Regions from separate parts of the Macaca mulatta genome. Here region 2 is linked to region 1. Evidence: chromatin contacts called from public Hi-C data. All regions are on one chromosome and are shown on one strand. The core of a region is the stretch at or near the end of the contact, and the rest is flanking DNA. Distances in the headings are between cores, read along the strand shown. Region 1 holds the start of P4HTM (prolyl 4-hydroxylase, transmembrane). Region 2 holds the start of NDUFAF3 (NADH:ubiquinone oxidoreductase complex assembly factor 3).

Region 1 (6,122 bases), core at 1,906-4,405:
CTACTGGGGAGGCTGAGGCAGGAGAATGGCGTAGACCCGGGAGGCGGAGCTTGCAGTGAGCTGAGATCCGGCCACTGCACTCCAGCCTGGGTGACAGAGCGAGACTCCGTCTTAAAAAAAAAAAAAAAAATTAGCCGGGCGTGGTGGCACGCACCTGTAATCCCAGCTACTTGGGAGGCTGAGGCAGGAGAATTGCTTGAACCCAGGAGGCGCGGAGGTGGCAGTGAGCCGAGATCGAGCCACTGCACTCCTGCCTGGGCGACAGAGCAAGACTCTGTCTTGGGGAGGAAAAAAGGCTAGAGGGAAATAGTCTCAATTTCATTCCAAAAAAGGTATGTGAAAACCATGAGATCCTTGGTAAAATTGTGGTTCTGTTGGTTGGTATTTATTATATTTAAGAATTTAGGAGATTTGGGCTGGATGCGGTGGCTTATGCCTGTAAGCCCAGCACTTTGTGAGGCTGAGGTGGGTGGAACACCTGAGGTCATGAGTTTGAGACCAGCCTGGCCAACATAGTGAAACCCTGTCTCTACTAAAAATGCAAAAATTAGCCGGGCATTGTGGTGGGCACCTGTAGTCCCAGCTACTTGGGAGGCTGAGGCAGGAGAATTGCTTGAACCTGGGAGGCAGAGGTTGTAGTGAGCCGAGATTGTGCCACTGCACTCCAGCCTAGGCAACAGAGCAAGACTCCATCTCAAAAGAAAAAAAGCCAGACATTGTGGTACAGCACCTGTAATCCCAGCTACTTGGGAGGCTGAGGCAGGAGAATCGCTTGAACCAGGGAGGTGGAGGTTGCAATGAACTGAGATTGCGCCACTGTACTCCAGTCTGGGCAAAAGAGTGAGACTCTGGCCGGGCGCGGTGGCTCAAGCCTGTAATCCCAGCACTTTGGGAGGCCGAGACGGGTGGATCACGAGGTCAGGAGATCGAGACCATCCTGGCTAACACGGTGAAACCCCGTCTCTACTAAAAATACAAAAAACTAGCCGGGCGAGGTGGCGGGCGCCTGTAGTCCCAGCTACTCGGGAGGCTGAGGCAGGAGAATGGCGTAAACCCGGGAGGCGGAGCTTGCAGTGAGCTGAGATCTGGCCACTGCACTCCAGCCTGGGCGACAGAGCGAGACTCCGCCTAAAAAAAAAAAAAAAAAAAAAAAAAGAGTGAGACTCGGTCTCAAAAAAAGAAAAAAAAAGAATTTAAGTGATTCATATGATTTTAGAAAATCTGACTTGTTTCTATCGTACTACTACTCAGAAATTGAGAGACTTTTGGCCTAACTAGGGTGGATTAATGATAAGCTGCAGGGAATTTGAACAGTCTTAAATTGGTAATAGAATTTTCATCTATTCGAATCAGAAACATTTCTTTAGCAGCAATTACATTTATTTTAGAATTCATTTTAGTGGGGAGGGGCAGGTCTTCACTGCCTTGGCCTCTGCCTCTGCAGAAGTCCAGGCCTCCCTGGTTGCCTTCAGAGCTGTAAGTTCCCACTCCATCTGAAGTGAAATACTGGGCTGCTGGTGTGTGTAGTTAGCACCCCAGCCTTGGCTAAGCCACAAGACCTCCCATTGCTGCCTGTTCCCTTTCTGTCTGGAAACAGAAACTCTCCTTTTGTGAAGCAGTGTTCATCTATCCTATCCTAAGGAGATTGACCAAAGTGGTCCCTGAGGGTGGCTGGATTAGTGGATGCCCACATGTGCTTGAATCGTGAAAACAGCCACTCTGTGTAAAGTCTTGGGAAAAAGGCTGGGTGGTGTGGCTCACGCCTGTAATCCCAGCAGTTTGGGAGGCCGAGGTGGGCGGGTCACTTGAGGTCAGCAGTTGGAGACCAGCCTGGCCAACATGGTGAAACCGTGTCTCTACTAAAAATACAAAAAAAGCCGGGCATGGTGGCTCATGCCTGTAATCCCAGCACTTTGGGAGGCCAAGACAGACAGATCACGGGTCAGGAGATTGAGACCATCCTGGCTGACATGGTGAAACCCTGTCTCTACTAAAAATACAAAAAAAATTAGCCAGGTGTGGTGGCGGGTGCCTGTAGTCCCAGCTACTTGGGAGGCTGAGGCTGGAGAATGGCGTAAACCTGGGAGGCGAAGCTTGCAGTGAGCTGAGATTGTGCCACTGCACTCCAGCCTGGGCGACACAGCAAGATTCCATTTCAAAAAAACAAAAACAAAAAAAAATACAATAAAAAAATAATAAAAATACAAAAAAAAAAAAATTGGCCCGCCATGGTGGCGCATGCCTGTAGTTTCAGCTATTCGGTAGGCTGAGGCAGGAGAATCGCTTGAACCCGGGAGGCAGAGGTTGCAGTGAGCCAAGATCGCGCCACTGCACTCCAGCCTGGACGACAGAGTGAGACTCCGTCACACACACACAAAAAAAATCTTGGAAGAAAGAAGTGGGCCTGCCCTTGGAGCCCCTGGCCTGCCTTGACTTGAGGGGACTAGAAAATGCAGACTATGCTTTGCTGTGGGGAAGGGAGAGGAGATGGGAGAAGAGGTAGGGGCGTCTTACCAGGGTAGGGAGAAACCACCAGTGTGACCTGCCTTAAAAGTGTTGCTCTTGCCTCCAAGTCCACCTCAGGGAGTGGGGTCAGCTTCTGCCCTGAGGGCGTGTAGTAATCTCTTCCTGAGGATAACCAGCTCTCGAAGAGCAGGGATTCCTTGGCACTTGACCACTGGTAGGTATGTCTTCCCCCCACCCCGTTTTTGGTGATAATCTGTTTAATTTTTCTCTGAGGTAATGGTGTCTCGGTTGTGGAAGAGTCCCTTCCCGCCTCTTCACACGTGCCAGCTTTGATGCAAGGAGTGTTTCATACACCTGAGCACTGGCTCATTCCTGCGGGTTGCCATGGGGGGCTCACCTTCCTGATGCCAGGGCTCCTCCAGGATGCACTCTCTGACTGCCTATGCAACCCTGCATATCAGGCAGCTTCTTCCTAAGGCCTGCCTCACTCCGGCAGGACTCCCCGGGAGATCCGGACCGACCGCCAAACCGAGCTCCAAGAACGCTTGCAAGGAGACTGTGGGTCCTACCCTATCGCCGCTTACGCAGTACCGGCCTCCGTGGCGCCCCCAAATGCCGCACTGTTGAGTCATCCCAGTGCTGCCTCCTCCGCCCTGCGCTCCCCAGCCCCGCTCCTGGAGTCAGAAGATGCAGACGATACTGTTCCCGGAGGCAAGAGGGCGTCTTCACGCAGGCACCAAGAAGCTCCCAGTAGTGTATGCCTTAATGGTGCCGCTCTTGTCTGCGTCTACACTTGGGGCCTTGGCTTCTGACTTGGGGAGTGTACAGCTCTGCCCGACAACAACCCAGCTTGGAAAGAGAAGCTCAAGGCGCAGGGAGGCCGAGCACCGCGCGGACACAAGCGGCTCCGGGCGGGCTCGGCACCCCCAGGCACCGTCTCCTAGTTACCGCGGCGCTCGCGGGCCTGGCGGCCGTTGTCCGGGCGACTGCGCAGCGCGGGCACCCCGCGGCCCCTCCCCTTGAGGCGCGCGCGACCTGGGTGCCATGGCGGCGGCGGCGGTGACAGGGGAGGCCTCGAGGCCGCAGTGGGCGCCGCCAGACCACTGCAAGGCGCAGGCGGCGGCTGGGCTGGGCGACGGCGAGGACGCACCAGTGCGGCCGCTGTGCAAGCCCCGTGGCATCTGCTCGCGCGCCTACTTCCTGGTGCTGATGGTGTTCGTGCATCTGTACCTGGGTAACGTGCTGGCGCTGCTGCTCTTCGTGCACTACAGCAATGGCGACGAAAGCAGCGATCCCGGGCCCCAGCACCGCGCCCAGGGCCCCGGGCCCGAGCCCACCTTAGGTCCCCTCACCCGGCTGGAGGGCATCAAGGTGAGGACCTCCCCGCCCCGCCGCGCTCCAGGCCCTGCACGGCTGAGCCCGAGAGGACCGGCACTCAACCCGGGTCCCCACACTGCCCCCGGCGCTGCTCTGCGTCGGTCCCGTGCGCTCCCACTCACGCGTCTGCTGTCGCGCTCCGGGCCGGGGTGACTTGGCCCTTCTTGGGCAGCGCGGTCTGGCGACCCAGCTGCCCGCTGTGCGCCTTTCCCTTAGGTGGGGCACGAACGTAAGGTCCAGCTGGTCACCGACAGGGATCACTTCATCCGAACCCTCAGCCTCAAGCCGCTGCTCTTCGGTAAGTCCGCCAGATACTCCTGGGAAGGGCCAGGGTCTGCGGTTTGGTGGCCACCTTGAGGCTCATTGTGACCACGTGACCTCTATTTTGAAAATGGCTGCTTCAAAGCAGCCCTTCCAGAGGATTACCAAAGTGAAGGACCTTCCCCGTCCTCGCAATAGGGTAACACTCCCTCTTATCCCTACTTCCTGCAGTCCATTATTCCATCACCGGGCTGGCAGAGTGAGCCTGAGGCTGGTGTCTAAACATTTCATTGCAGCTGTCTTCCGTGCCACCATTAATTGTCACCTTCTAGAACTAGGGGAAGGTGGGAGACTGATAACCAGCTTTCTGCCGACCTCAGGACCTCTGGGGAAAATCCCACTGCCCAAGTGGGCCTTGTGGTCTGATGAGAAGCAGGCTGTCGAAATGTAGGTAAACTGGTGCCCCCCACCAGCCTCCTCCACCGGAGCACCAGTCAGAGGCTCAGCTTTTGCTGCCAGCGCTCTGAGATTCTTCTTACCGTGAAGTCTTTGTTCAGCCATCATGGGCAAAGCCTTCTAGGGTGACTTCACTTGGAGCCACAACATAGCTCATTGTTTCTGAGCTCGTTATGTGCTTGCCTTCGTATGATTATTTCATTTAATTCCTGCAACCCCTCTGTGATGTGGGTGTAGATCCTACCCTCAGACCAGTGGGGGAGAAAGTTAGGCACAGAGAGCTGCTGTGGCTTGGCCAGGCTGACACGGTTACTTTAGTGGTGAAGCTAGGATTAGAACCCACATAGCCTGCCTCTAAGGCCTGCGCAGCAAAGCCACAGTGAGAGCTGTGAAGACCCCAGAGTCCTTCAAAGGCCACCAGTGTCAACAAGATGGGGACCCCTAGTCCCATGGACCTTGTCCAGGGTGTTTGTACAGCCCAGCCCTGGGTACCTGGCCTCTGTGACAAACATATTTGCAAACCCAGGGCCATTCCTGCCTGCGGGGGGATGGAATGGGTTAGGAGCTGGGGCCAAAGTAGAACATTTGAGCACATGTCATTACCTCCAAGCAGAGAGTCCTGGTTGGGGATTATGCCTAGACCTGTCAGAAGGATGTCATATGCATGCTGTTTATAGGGAAATAGATTATGCTGTCAGTCCTGTTGTGGGAGGGGCATCCAAAGGTGGTGGTTGTTATTACTGTTACTATTGAATAAAGTTGAAATCTGTGCCAGGCACTATTTTAGGTGCTGGGAACACAGCATTGAACTAAATATAAACAATGAAACAAAACCCTGAAGCTGACATTCAAATGAAGAGGAAACAGACAAAAAAATATATACATTGGTGTTTCAGATGGTGATATGTGATTGCAAACAAGTAAGGCACATTTTTTTTCTTTTTTCTTTTTTGCCAACATAAAATACCTGACAGGGCTGGGCGCGGTGACTCATGCCTATAATCCCAGCACTTTGGGAGGCTGAGGCAGGCGGATCACTTCAGGTCAGGAATTCAAGGCCAGCCTGACCAACATGGTGAAACCTCATCTCTACTAAAAATACAAAAATTAGCCGGGTGTCGTGGCGGACACCTGTATCCCAGCTGTTCGGGAGGCTGACGCATGAGAATTACTTGAACCCAGGAGGCAGAGGTTGCAGTGAGTCAACATTGCACCACTGCACTCCAGCCTAGGCAACAGAGAGAGACCCCGTCTCAAAAAAAAAAAAAAAAGACAAAAAGAAAATAGCAGACAGTAAGGCAGAAGTTCAGCTGGGATTGGAACTCTTTTTTTTTTTTTTTAGACAGAGTTTCTCTCTTGTTGTCCAGGCTGGAGTGCAATGGTGTGATCTCAGCTCACTGCAACCTCCGCCTCCCGGGTTCAAGCGATTCTCCTGCCTCAGCCTCCCAAGTAGCTGGGATTACAGGCATGTGCCACCATGTCCGGCTAATTTTTTGCATTTTTAGTAGAGATGGGCTTTCACCATGTTAGCCAGGATGGTCTCCATCTCCTGACCTCAGGTG
Region 2 (6,122 bases), core at 2,513-5,012, 34 kb after region 1:
GTCGCCTCAGCCTGAGCAGCTGGTCCAGCTCGCCAAGACTTCCCACCTCCAGCCGCTGTCCCCAGGGGCGACGCCGCTCGCTCTCTAGGTCCCCGGTAGTCCCACCTTCTCCATTCCGGCCCTGAGGCCCCGCTCACCCGTGAGCGCGCAGAGCTCGCGCCAGGTGATCAGCCACGAGCACCGTACGCAGCTGGCTCAAGCGGAGTGCGCAAGGGGAGCTGCGCAGGGCTGGGCAGTGTAGTAAGACGCGCTGGCCCGGCAAGGCAGGCAAGGCGGGCGTGGCATAGGCGGCCACGGCGCTGAGGACGCGCTCGAAGACCGCGGGCCGCTGCAGTTGGAGAGACAGACCCGCGGGAGTCGGCGCGCAGCGCAGCACCGGGGCCACGCCGGGACCCTGCAGGCAGGCGAGGGCATGGAGCAAATGCTCGGGTACCTGCGGGAGAATGGGCGTGTGAGCGCGCCACTGCACGGGACCCAGCTCCCAGCCGCACGGCCTCGCCCGGCTCACGCCCACCTGGCCGTCATCGAAGCGCGCCTGCAGCGCGCGGTGCGGTGCCAGAAAGTCTCGGGAACGCAGGTGGCGGGTGCGCGTCTCCTTGATCCATACCGGACTGCCAGGCCCCAGGGCCGCGTTGAGGGCCCCCAGCGTCTCCCCAACCCCAAGGCGCCTGGTCGCCATGGTGACCGGAAGGAGTAAGCGGAACCGGAAAAAGAATTTACGGAGGTGAACTTCCGGAAAGGATCGACTGGCTGGGGCGGGTATGCGGCGGCGGTCCGCGTAAGAGGACAGATTCCGCCAGCAGGAGCCGTGTCGGCTACTTTCGACCTACCACCCCCAGCGCCCCTTCCGCGCTGTCCACTTGCACAGCCGGGCCCTGGATCTGAAATCTCGGGAGTCCTTCCCGGGCCTAGGGTTCTTTCCCTGTAGCCAGGTCTCAACCAGGAAAAGGATCCTCGCGACCCGGTGGGGGATCAGAGAGGGTACCGTCTCTTATCGATGTCTCACATCTTTGTGTTAACGTTTCATTTCTCCCATTTTACACATGACGAATACTTGTCACTGGAATAAGGCAGTATAACATTAAGGCCACTTTCACGACCTACTTAAAACATCGTTTTAAAAAGAATAGTGTTCCGCGGTTTCAGGTTATTTGCAAGCATTTTCTCGTTTGAGATATGAGTGTTTTTTTGTTTGAGACGGAGGCTTGCCCTTATCTTCCAGGCTGGGGTGCAGTGGCACGATCTCGGTTCACTGCAGCCTCCGCCTCCCGGGTTTAAGCGATTCTCCAGCCTCAGGCTCCCGAGTAGTTGGGATTACAGGCGACCGCCACCACCCCGGCTAATTTTTATATTTTTAGTAGAGACGTGTTCCGCCATGTTGGCCCGGCTGGTCTTGAACTTCTGACCTCGTGATCTGCCCGCCTTGGCCTCCGAAAGTGCTGGGATTACAGGAGTCAGCCACTGCGCCCAGCCCAGGTCGTCTTTATGCCCAATAAATGCGCACTCTTGATACAATTGCCAGTTTTCTTCTCTTGATACCTGAGAAATTACAACCATCATGATGCCTTCCAGAATGACCAGCTTTTTTTTTTTGAGACGGAGTTTCGCTCCTGTTGCCCAGGCTGGAGTGCAGTGGTGCGATCTTGGCTCACCACCGCAACCTCCCCCTCCCGGGTTCAAGTGATTCTCCTGCCTCAGTCTCCCAAGTAGCTGGGATTACAGGCATGCGCCACCATGGCCGGCTACTTTTGTATTTTTAATACTTTTAATAGAGACAGGGTTTCTCCAAGTTTGTCAAGCCTCGAACTCCCGACCTCAGGTGATCCGCCTGCCTCGGCCTCCCAAAGTGCTGGGATTACAGGCGTGAGCCCCTAAACCCGGCCCAGAATGACCAGCTTTTAATGTGACTCCTTTAACCTGGTGTGCTTTAACAAGGATCCTTACGCTTCCTGTTTTAGGCAACAGCCATTTACAGGCCAACCCAATAATGCGACCATAAGAAGTAGAAAAACAGGCCTCAGTTGGAATATTACTCCTCTACCAATAGGAAAGTTTTTTTCTTTCTCCCACAAAGATTCCCAAATGTTTTCATTTCACTGTAACATACTCACCCCACCCCACCCCACCCCCATTCCTTTTAATAGAGAAGCTAACTCAGTAGAGAGTTGGGAAATCCGGAGAGCAGGGAAACCCAGGGGCAGGAAAAGCTTGGCAAGGCCCTTTTCTGGGCCAGGGCTGAGGCCCTGCTGGGAGGCGCCGAAAGAGCACTGGGCGGACACGACATTCCCGATGGCTTCTCGGGGGCCCACTCAACGGGAGTGATCGTGTCATTCCAAAGCGCTTTCCATTCTGAAGGTGCATAACCTGGAGACAACTGCTGGGCAGGGTTGAGAACCCTCAGCCAAACTGAGGACTTTAGATACACTCATCCACGAAGACGGTTGGGGTGGTTTTTCCCCAGGAAGTAGAGGGCTATCTTTAGCGAAATGCGGGATGAGGCAGCCCTCGGGGACTCACTACCATTGCATTCCTACCCGGAGGTCCTGGGTCCACCCTCCCTCGCCAGTGCTCCCCAGGGTTCCAGAGATGGCCACCAGCCTCGGCTCTCCCACCTCTACACCCATCACCTCCAGCCTGAGGGCGCACCTGAGAGGAACTGAGACCCAAGCGGCTCAGTAAATTATGTCTGGGGGTCAGGGGCACCCCATCTGGGCCAGGGCGCTGCTCAGGCAGGAGAGCAGGGGACGAAATCCAAGCGCAGCTGGAATGCTCTGGAGACAACAGCTGCTTTTGGGATTCCGTTGCCCGCTGTCCAGCCGTTGGCGGGGGGGCGGGGGAGCTCCTGCCCCCAGGTCACTCGCCCTGGGGCCACATCAGAACCCGCCCATCCCCACTCCCAGGAGGAAGACCCGGGAGTAGGCTGTGAAACCGAGTCTAGAGGGAATAAGACGCTCACCTGAGCCCCAGAACAATAGAAGGGGAGGTGAGGGCCTCCCCTGGGACCGGGTCCCGATCCGGATTAGATCCGCGGGGCAGGATTAGCCCTGTTGGTCCCACGAAGCCTGCCTGGGCCACTGGTGCGGTGACGGTGGTGGGGCGGGCTTCGGAATCCGCCAGGAGGGAAGCGCGCCCGTGGGGCCGGAGAGGAAGTAAACCCGCGCGTCCGCCTCGGGGACACCCCCGCGCTCGTGGCCTTTGTCCGGTGACGCTGCCAGCGCCCAGAGCACCAGGAGCCGAAGGGGTCCACAGAGCAGCAGCGGGACCCCCGGAAACCCATTGCGACCGGCCCCAGGGGACCCACCACCAGGCCCCGACTGTGCCGAGCTTCCCGCTCGCTCGGCCCCGCGGGTAGCGAAGGCAACAATGTTCCCCTGAGGCCACGACACAGCCGGCGTGCCGAGATGCCCAAACCCCGCGCGGGCGCCAGCGACTCTCGCGCCAGTAGGCCCTTGACTTGGATCAAGACGGGGGACGGGGGACTCCCAGGACGCGAGCAGAGTGAACGAGGACAAGGTGATGCTCCACGCGCTTCTACTTCAAGTCTGGTCCTGTTCGGCCTGGTCTGGCCCAGCCGAACGGTCAGTCCAACACTACCACGGCTTGCCCTTCCGCTTGCTCTGGCTGCCTGCAGACTTGGAGCCATTTTAAGGAGAAACCATCTGGCCACGCCCCCTGGAGCACCCGAGAAGCCAATCCACGCTCGGCCACGCCCCTCTCCGGGGGCGGTGGAGAGGCCAACGGTCGCGCGGGTGGCGGTTAGGGCGGGGCGTGCTTCGGCGCTGAGCCGGAGAAACTTGAGTCGACTGACCCGCCCACGGTGCCCGAAGCCCCAAAGGCTGGGATTAGGGGCTAGAAGTCTGGCACCGACCGCCTGGCCAGGTGTTCGGGACAGGACTAGGTGGGCGACCGCCCCGCCCCGGGAGCGCGGCTTAATAGCTGAGAGCCCGGGGGCCAGGCCGCGGCTGCGACCCAGGCAACGCCCTGAGGGCGGACACGCTACCAGGTGTTCCACTCCCCTGGGACGGTGGGCAAGGGCCCGGGACGGGGAGGGCGGCAGGTGCTGACACTGGAGCTGCGCCGGAGGTCGGGGAACTCGGCCTCCTCGGACAGATGACACTCGCCTGCTGGGCCGGCCGAGCTGTGCGGTGCCCTCCAGGACGCAGGGGGCGCTGCAGCCTCGCTGGGTCAGGCTCCGCAGGGCCCCGCCAACCTGGTGACTAACGGCGCCGGTGACGACTTCGCCGCGCGTCGCTCAGCCATGGCCACCGCTCTCGCGCTGCGTAGCTTGTATCGAGCGCGACCCTCGTTGCGCTGTCCGCCCGTTGAGCTTCTCTGGTGAGCCTGGACCCCGCGCCCTCGACCATCCCTCCCGTAGGGCCGGCGACGGCCAGCCCCGCACCTTCCGGCCTCTCGGGCGGCGCAGCCCGGCCCCACTCCCCTGACCCTTTTCTTCCGCAGGGCCCCGCGGCGCGGGCATCGACTCTCGCCGGCGGATGACGAGCTGTATCAGCGGACTCACATCTCTCTGCTACAACGCGAGGCCGCTCAGGCCACGTACATCGACAGCTACAACAGCCGCGGCTTCATGATAAACGGCAACCGCGTGCTCGGGCCCTGCGCTCTGCTCCCGCACTCGGTGGTGCAATGGAACGTGAGTCCTGGCCCGCAGTGAGGAAACTGAGGCCCAGAGTCACAGGCCCTCACCCTGCTTGTGTCCCTGTAAACTTGGCTTTCCTCTATGTCCTGTAGTGGATGGAGGTGGGGAGAGGCTGCGTGGATTTGTCGTATTAAATGTGCCTCTTCCCTGCACAGGTGGGATCCCACCAGGACATCACCGAAGAGAGCTTTTCCCTCTTCTGGATGCTGGAGCCCCGGATAGGTACTGGGGGAGGGGAGGGAGAACAGAGGTGTTCTGGGCCCCAAAAGGCGACCCCACCCCAGCATCTCAACAGAACTGTAGACTAGCCACATTCTCCCTTCCCTAGAGATTGTTGTGGTGGGGACTGGAGACCGGACCGAGAGGCTGCAGTCCCAGGTGCTTCAAGCCATGAGGCAGCGGGGCATTGCTGTGGAAGTGCAGGACACGGTGAGTCCCGGGACTGGGGCATGCTGCGGGGAGCACAGGCCTGATGCTAGACAGGCTGATGCTGGCCTTTTCTTTGCAGCCCAATGCCTGTGCCACCTTCAACTTCCTGTGTCATGAAGGCCGAGTAACTGGAGCTGCTCTCATCCCTCCACCAGGAGGGACTTCACTCAAACCTTTGGGCCAAGCTGCTCAATGAACCACCGTGAACTGTCCTGCTGACTGCACTCTGCCAGGCTTCCCGATGGTTGCACTCTTATCTACCCTTTGGCACTTAACCTTGCTTATCAACATAATAATTTATACACTTCCCCATTTTGTATCAGGTGTGTTGCTGGCCAGGAGCTGATGGCTCACTGGGCTCTTGGAGGGGAATGTGAAGAAACCAAGGAGTCACTTTTTTATCTAGATTACTTAGGATTCCTTAGTCTTTCAGAAGCCAGGTAGTAGTATGTTTACCTGTTCTAGAGCTACTTCCTCACATGCAGAGTTGAGAGGACCTCAATGACTTTTCTCACAAAATAGCTGACTTTATTTTTTTGAGATGGCGTCTGGCTCTGTCACCCAGGCTGCAGTGCAGTGGCGTGATCTTGGCCCACTACAACCTCCACCTCCAGGATTCAAGCGATTCTCCTGCCTCAGCCTCCTGAGTAGCTGGGATTACAGGCCCCTACCACCATACCCAGCTTTTTTTTTTTGAAAAGGAGTCTTGCTCTTTCGTAGGGTGGAGTGCAGTCACACAGTCTCAGCTTACTGCAACCTCCCCCTCCCAGGTTCCAGTGATTCTCCTGCCTCAGCCTCCTGAGTATCTGGGACTACAGGTATGCGTCACCACGCCCAGCTAATCTTTGTATTTTTAGTAGAGATGGGGTTTCACCATGTTGGCCAGGATGGTCTCAAACTCCTGACCTCAAGTGATCCGCCCACCTCAGCTTCCCAAAGTGCTGGGATTACAGGTGTGAGCCAACGTGCATGGCTGAGAGAGATTCAAGTTAGGGAATATTTATATGTCTTAATCTGGTCCTAGCAGGATGCCCTG

What was found. Hi-C and Micro-C count contacts between places; a contact is called where the count stands out from the background.
Region 2: a Hi-C map of fetal cortex germinal zone shows a contact between it and region 1, with 2.2 times the contacts expected there. The contact joins the promoter of NDUFAF3 here to the promoter of P4HTM in region 1. A contact is called at or near these places in 3 of 14 Hi-C or Micro-C datasets (CD4 T cells, fetal cortex germinal zone and liver).

Annotation. Positions count from the first base shown.
Region 1 is chr2:112,415,765-112,421,886 of T2T-MMU8v2.0, forward strand. P4HTM (prolyl 4-hydroxylase, transmembrane) reads left to right here and starts at 3,156. Exons shown (of 9, transcript XM_077992758.1): 1 at 3,156-3,837; 2 at 4,060-4,141. The coding sequence starts at 3,511. LOC106996921 (a long non-coding RNA gene) reads right to left here and starts at 3,024. Exons shown (of 2, transcript XR_013413939.1): 1 at 2,515-3,024. It overlaps LOC144339189 (a long non-coding RNA gene), which reads right to left. Exons shown (of 2, transcript XR_013413948.1): 2 at 4,059-5,870.
Region 2 is chr2:112,448,718-112,454,839 of T2T-MMU8v2.0, forward strand. NDUFAF3 (NADH:ubiquinone oxidoreductase complex assembly factor 3) reads left to right here and starts at 3,763. Exons shown (of 5, transcript NM_001194523.1): 1 at 3,763-4,335; 2 at 4,459-4,651; 3 at 4,813-4,879; 4 at 4,986-5,086; 5 at 5,166-5,402. The coding sequence starts at 4,259. The coding sequence ends at 5,282. DALRD3 (DALR anticodon binding domain containing 3) reads right to left here and starts at 3,619. Exons shown (of 12, transcript XM_077992754.1): 1 at 2,957-3,619; 2 at 138-433. MIR191 (microRNA mir-191) reads right to left here and starts at 2,819; the gene lies at 2,728-2,819. It overlaps MIR425 (microRNA mir-425), which reads right to left and starts at 2,345; the gene lies at 2,259-2,345.